2 separate regions of the Mus musculus genome follow, and region 2 is linked to region 1. A link is a contact called in public Hi-C data. All regions are on one chromosome and are shown on one strand. Each heading gives the region's core, a stretch centred on a gene start, on an enhancer-like site or on the middle of the called end of the contact. The rest is flanking DNA. Distances are from core to core; before and after follow the strand shown.

Region 1 (3,520 bases), core at 403-2,902:
CAGAGGGGCACCTTCTTACCTGCATAGAAAAACTGTAAGAGGTAGGGTCGTGTTTGATTCCCTTTATCTCAAAGAAGTATCCGTATATAGAAATCCTTTCCGAGTAAGTGGTGTATTCCTACATTGGAAAGAAGGTTGGCAATGCGGATGGGTGAATACCATCAGTATCCAAAGACAGGATGTAGCAAGGTTAACTCTAGTGACAACCAGAGGTACTAGTTCAAAAACCTGTCACTGCTCAGAAACAGCTGCTAATGTCTTCCAACATTTCTAATCATCATTTTGCATGATTCTTTGGGGGAGAAATAATGAGTTAGATATGGTCTTAAATCACCTATATGCCACAGTGCACTTTTATTTTCAATCGGATGGACATGCCATGCTACTTTGGTGGGTCATTGCAACCAGGTACTGAATCAGTCCCTCAGATGATAGGTGTAGGTCCCAAGTCCCTGCAACATGAGTTCTTTAAAGATCCCCAATTACCTTTGAGAAGTCAGATAGCAGCACTTAAAAAAATCATGTCTATTGCAAGCCCAAGACAGGGCACAGCCGCCAACCCCAGACCCTGTCCCAACTCAGCACTGAGATGCCTCACTCTCGAGCTCCTTGACCAGCCAGGGTTTGACTGAGATTCACTGAACCTGCTAACAGAGTGAGGCAGGACAAGAGATAGATAGATAGAGAGAGAGAGAGAGAGAGAGAGAGAGAGAGAGAGAGAGAGAGACTAGCCCATGGTTTCCCCAGATGTTTTCCTCTTTTAGGAAAAAAACTCTCAACTCCCAGGAAATCTCTCCCATCCTGGGAAAAGTGCTATTGTTGGTCACTCTATAGGGAAAACTTGGACCACACACATCAGATTGCTGACTGGTCTGTTCCACCCTTCTGTCTTATGAACTCGATTTCCTAGGGCTTTGTTGGCTCTACTACCAGAGGACAGAGTGGCCATAGGTGCCCCCACCCACCCCAGAGCTCTTTCTCTCTGCATAGAAGGGACTTTCCTTCCCCTTGGTTGGGTCAAGTTCTTAGTACCTGCCTAAAGAGCAGCCCGAACCTCATGGCCTGTGTGGAAAGATCTTTCAGGTGGACCATGTTGCCCCCGCTCTCCAGCTGGAAAGGAAATGCACAGAGCTTACCTGAGGTGTAGACAGGAGCACCCTCATCACTTCCCATTCACTCCTGGATCCCCAGCCCCCCATGGTTCTGTCTTCAGACATTTACTGCAAACCTACTATATCCAAGTACTGTTTATATTCCCAGTGTTTCCAGAGGATGCAGAGAAGAGAGGGGAAACATGGCTAGGCAATGTGACCAGGGGAATAAAGTACGTATGTCAATAGCCTCTTCACGGGAATGATCATGGTCACAAATTCAACGAGCTGGACCCCTGCACGACATTCCACGGAGAAGACTGGAGAGTGGAGTGTGGATCTCAGGGGCATGAGCTGCAGCCAGGGGTGAAAAGAAGGGTCAGGCAGGGTCAGTGGGTGGGAAGATGGAGCTGGGAGCTTTCTCACTGTAAATCTCTTTGGCTGCTTTTGGAGTGATGTTCTGAGTTATGTCCTAGAGAAGCAAGGGCCTTCCGTGGAGTCACCCTCACATGTGCAGGCAGCAGGGTGCTCGGAGGGCTGGTTCCAGCATCACAATGAGGACTTGTGAAGCTGGCTGAATTTTAACTCGTGACTCATGCGTGCTCAGAACTCCCAACACTGCCCTGCTTTATCTCTGAAAACGTGACATTGGAAATGTACAAGAAGCAGGGCAGTTTGTACGGACAATCCACAAAGCAGGCACGTGGGAAATACTCATGTTTGCCAGTCATAAAGGAGATGCATACTGAAAGACGAAGTGCCTTTGTTTCCTCCTCGATGAACAAAAGCGATTTGAAATCTAAATGCTCTATGCTGCCAAGTGTGTGTACAGTGGGATGAGTGCATTTCTCGCTGGGGGCGGAGTCATTTGGTCCCAGCATTTATTAGTATGTACCAGGAGCAAAACAGTACATATGTTATAATGCATTTCTATTGTGGAGAATCTCCTATAAGCAAAGAGTTAAAGGGCAGAAAATAAGCTATTCTATGAAAATGTGGCCCCTATTGAAAGGCAGCAGAGACAGAGAAGTGTTGACTGTAGCTATTGTCTTAGGGTGATAGCCTTAAGGGATTTCTTTTCTATACAGTTTCAACAGTTTCAATAATAAGCACTTTATATTTGTGTCGAGTAGGGCCTGGGTTTGGAGGAACATATGACTGGAGAAATCTAGACTGGCTAAGTTTCCAGCTCAGAGGACATGTGGGAGCGCACTCCTTCCCTTCCCCTGGAAGAGGCTCCAGATAAGCCCTGACCTCAGAGGCCCAGAGATCTCAAATGAGGAACGTATCTCCAGAAAAAGCAAAGCTGAGGACACAACACATTTTGCTAATTGTCCCCTTGAGAAGCCGACTCACTGCGTGGTAATGGTTGGCTGTAACCCGGACCAGCCAGGACTCAGGGAAGAAATTAATGTGCTTCAACACCTCCAGATCCTTGCCTGAGAGAAACACAAGAGGAAGTGGTTACAGGCTTATTCATAACAGAACCTCAAATGTCTGACTTACAGAAAGAAAAAGGGGAGACATCAGGCCAACAGCAAGGGCTAGATTCCTCTGAATGTTCGTTCATAAAATGGGAAGACCTAAGAATCACTATGGATATATATATATATATACATGTATGTATATATATATATATATATATATATATATATATATATATATATTTCCAAATTTATTCTTAAAGGAAAAACAACTTACAGGACCAAGGAGATAGCCCAGCCCCAGCGTGCAGTGTATTGCTAGGCAAGTGTGAGGAGTGGAGGTCTAAGTGAACAGAGACACCTGTAGTCCCAGGGTTGAGGAGGCAGAGCCAGGTGATCCCTGGAGCAAGCGGGCTAGCTAGACCAACCCAGCTGGCAAGCTCCAAGTTCCGTGAGAGACTCTGCCTCAATACAGAAGATGGAGAATCATGAGGAAGACACTTTATGTCAAATTCTACCCGAATACACAAATGCACATGCTTGTATGCTTACATATATGTGAATGTGGATATACATACACATGGATACACTAACACACACACACACACAACTTACTGCAAAGACACTTCAAAAGGAGTAAGTGAATCAGTCCAAACTGGAGGGAAATTTCAATTTGATAAGAAATTCCTCATGCTATATCTTGTTTATTAAAGTTTAAGTTAGTTCAGTAAAGTTTAAGCTCAGCACTTGGGAGGCAGAGGCAGGAGGATATCTGTGAGTCTGAGACCAACCTACTCTACTCCTTTGAGCTCCAGGCCAGCCAAGACTATGTAGTGAGGCCTCACATTAAAACAAGCAAAAACCCCAAATACAGCACTTAGGTTATATTCTTTAAGAGAAGCGTGTCCTCAGGATCCCGCAGGGACAACTCTCTGCAAATGGTTCTCAGCAAATGACGTTAAAGCAGAAGGTCGAATCGATGGCCAGGCAGGGCCTCTCCCTTTG
Region 2 (3,573 bases), core at 594-3,093, 230 kb before region 1:
CTAGGGATTGGAGTGAAGATATGAAGGTATTATTCAACTGGCACCAAGCAACCAGCTTCTGCGTAACCTTCAAAGGTCTCAGGATACAGAAAGAACTGACCTCTACCCACACAGCAGCTCCTGATATAAACAGAGTGGAATATTGGGAAGGAATATGACTTTAGTGAGAGTAAAGCCAGCCTCATCCTTGGGACACCTCACATGCCTGAGGAAAAGTGATGCCTGACACTGGGCCAATTGGATTCCCTACAAACCCTGGGCTGGCCAGAGGCACTGCTATGGAAACAGTTCTTGCTGTGTCCTAGGATCAAAAAATGCCAAGGAGAAAAGAAAGGGCTTTTCTTTCCCAAAGCCCAGGCCTTCAGAGTCTAAACTGTACTGATGTGCCACCAACACCGCTCATTGGAGGAACTCAGAGATGGAACAGGATATTTCATGTTCAAGGTTTTGGCCTGAGACATCCACAGTAGTTTTATAGGGGCTTAGACGAAAGGAAATGACCAGGGCATTAGCTAAGCAGTTTTGACTTCCTCTCCAGGCACTGAAGTCAGTAATTCTGCTCCCTACACTGGCCAAGGTGTGGATGAAACATGGGGACCTTGGGCACTGAGACTGGTCAATGGAATCCCTACAAACAAGACCTCCTTGGTGACCCTTGAAGGTGCCTCCTCTGGCTGATCCTCCCCAACCTCCACAACTCAGAGCCATAATCCATGGTATATATGCCGCTATAGGCTTGACCTTACTGGGAAATTTAACTGGGAGCTAAGGACTCCACATGCTCTTCCTTCTGCCCATCTTCTGGGTCAGAGGTGAACTTATGGGTTCTGGGGACAATAGGCCGCAGGGATACAACATAGAACAACTTACCTGCTGTGGTTTGTTCAGTTGGATAGAACACATCTGCAAAATGAGAAAGGAAGAGTTCATTGGGTGTTGGTCTTCTCTTGAGGAACCCAGAGGCAGGAGCTGCAGTCTCCCGTGCTAAAGGCCTTTCATCACTAGAAATGCTGAAATGCATTGTGGGATCTGACACTGATCCTTCTTTAACTTGCTACTGACATGTCACCATGAGCATCTTCTGGCCTCACTCTCCTTCTTTGTCTATTCATTCCAAAAAACTATCCGGTTCACCAACAGCCCCAATGTGGGCACAAAGTATTCAAAAGTCATTTGGATATCTCTGTAGTTCAAGCAGAACCTCTCATTATAAACATTTGTTATCAATAAAACAGTCCTGAGATAGTGGATCCAACTAGCAAAAGAGGTGACTTCCAGAGATTACTGTGGAAGGACAGAATAAATAGTCAAGTGTGGCTGTTGGCAGGGCCATGTTCCTTTTAAGGGTCATTCTCAGGTGGGTGGTGATCACCACAGTCACACTGTTTCCTGTGACATTGTTTATCTGGTTAAACCAGCAATTGATATGGGAACACATGCACACACACACACACACACACACACACACACACACACATATGCTCTCTCTGTCTCTGTCTCTGTCTCTCTCTCTCTCACACATACACACACACACAGTGCTTCTGCATCCACTCCATCTTCATCAGGGTCAAGGTTACAATGGAGTCCGTCTAACAGCAGTCTTCTCTCCAGCCCTCCAGCCTGCTCTCCCACTGTAAGGATGCACATGACTGGGCAGGCAGCAGGCTTCTGTGTGGAGGGCTGGCTCTAAGTCTCTCACACATGAATCTGTGCTGTGTTGTGAGAGGAAACAGACAGCAGCTGTGTGGTAGCAGGAAAGAACAGGTTCAGCCTCCTGACAGGAGGAGCCAATCCTGGGTGTACCCTTCAGTGGCTCCTCTGTTGTTGTGAGAACTCTGTGGTCTGAGAGTGAGAGGAAGTGGAGACAAGGTAAGAGGATCAGACAGTTGCTGTTGTTGCAGATCTTCAGAGGGTGCTATGGGGATTGGCAAAGGACACCTGAAACTTCCAAGGTGTTCCCAAAGAAGGCACAGGTCTGCAGGACACAATGTTACTGCCCTCTGCTGGTCACTCTCGATTGTTTCCCCCTAGAGAACTGCCGGCCTTGGTTTGGCCCTTTCTAGAAGTTGGTCAAAAACCTTCCTCTGGATTCCCCGACATGTGTATGTTCTGTTAAAGTACATACTACCTGTGATAGCTGAGCATTGATGATGTGCAATATTTTTAATTTTGGAAGGAAGAATCAGTGACTGTTTTTCATTAGTCCTACAGACAGGAGGCTAAAGTTAATTTCATCCATCACATAACTGAAGAGCAGAGAGAAGAATGAAGAGGAAAGGAGGGGCTTGGTAGGGTCTACCCAGCAGTGTGACACCCATGTCTCTCATCTCTACTCCATCCCTGATTTCTGTGTCCACCGATTCAGTTGGATTCCTCCAGACAGCAGATGCATCACTAGCACCAGCAGGAATACTACCACCAGCAGCAGCAGGAGCAACAGCAACAGCAGCAGCAGGAGCCACAGCAGCAGCAGCAGCAGCAGCAGCAGCGCTGGCCATTTGTCCTCGTTATCTCCATTGTCAACAGAACCCCAGCTAAGTCATGTACAGGTCTCTCAATCTGGGAGTTACCCAGAACAGGATTGACTATAGCCCTGTCTGTATGGATTTTCTTGATCGATAACTGTCAGAGAAATCCAGCCCATTGTCCTTGGGCAATGTGAGCCTGCGCTGTATAAGACGCTAGCTAAGCATGAGCCAGAAAGTCAGTAAGCTGGGCTGCTCCAAGGCCTCTGCTTCAGTTCCTGCCTCCAGCTGGAACCTCAGGAACTGGCCTTGGCTTCACTCAGTGATGGGTGGTGACCTGTAAGCCCAACGGACCTGTCCTCCTCCAAGTTGCTTAGGGCCAGTGTGTGATCACAGCAACAGGACTCAGAATCTCTCCCCATTCTATCAGTAACCCAAAGACAGAAACAAGAGTGAAGGAGATGGCCTTACCGTTATTTGTCCCTCCTGGATTCCACCAGCCTTAATAAAGAAAAAGCTTAGTTTAGAATTGGATCCACCATGTAGAGATGGTCTCATACAAGATACACTTAGCCTGAACTGCACTACACAGCCATGCCTTCTGAGAGGTTGGGGGTGGGGGTGGGAATCAGTGTTTCAGTTTGGCTATGCCCAAGGTCTAGGCATAGAGGTGAACTACACATCATGTCCAATGTGGTAAAAAAAAAAAAAAAACAGCTGGACATGGTGGCAACATTTTGGAATCCTAGAACTCGGAAACTACAGACAAGAGGATCAGGAGTTCAAGGGGACCCTTGCCAAATCAGCAAGTCTGAAGTTAGCCTGGGCTCTGTGGGTCTCAAAAAGAAGTAAATAAACAAACCAATAGCAAACAAGTGGCCCTACAACCTTGCTAACATTAAATTCTGATTCGGCTTGGGACAAGCCAGAGTTGGCCCAAGTGTGAAGAGGGCATGATATCCTTACATATCATCTGCCGACCACAGATCCCTGAGTCTTCTTCATGTCTCCTAGTCAGAGCTTCTTGCAGAAGGACTGAATCCAAGACCTACATCCAGATATTCTACTCGATTCTAACATCAACTGAAAATTGAGACCAGGGCAACAT

Evidence for each region. A called contact is a pair of places that touch in the nucleus more often than the background predicts.
Region 2: a Hi-C map of embryonic stem cells shows a contact between it and region 1, with 2.2 times the contacts expected there. The contact joins two enhancer-like sites. A contact is called at or near these places in 7 of 39 promoter capture datasets (the 3T3-L1 cell line, cranial neural crest, embryonic stem cells and 2 more), 40 of 484 Hi-C or Micro-C datasets (the 3T3-L1 cell line, the AML12 cell line, the C2C12 cell line and 23 more), 1 of 115 datasets of contacts at active chromatin or transcription factors (stem cell-derived neural progenitor cells) and 1 of 9 other capture datasets (adipose tissue).

Annotation. Positions count from the first base shown.
Region 1 is chr7:130,818,028-130,821,547 of GRCm38.p6, reverse strand. It overlaps Btbd16 (BTB (POZ) domain containing 16), which reads right to left. Exons shown (of 16, transcript NM_001081038.2): 12 at 2,448-2,530; 13 at 1,033-1,110; 14 at 20-118. Among named protein-coding and RNA genes, the nearest start is that of Btbd16, 46 kb to the right of the region's middle. Within about 2 kb of position 1,652, at least 54 of the 459 cell types and tissues checked have an H3K27ac peak or open chromatin away from gene starts, as enhancers often do.
Region 2 is chr7:131,043,886-131,047,458 of GRCm38.p6, reverse strand. Dmbt1 (deleted in malignant brain tumors 1) reads right to left here. Exons shown (of 48, transcript NM_001347632.2): 6 at 2,937-2,966; 7 at 871-903. Among named protein-coding and RNA genes, the nearest start is that of Dmbt1, 14 kb to the right of the region's middle. Within about 2 kb of position 1,843, at least 14 of the 459 cell types and tissues checked have an H3K27ac peak or open chromatin away from gene starts, as enhancers often do.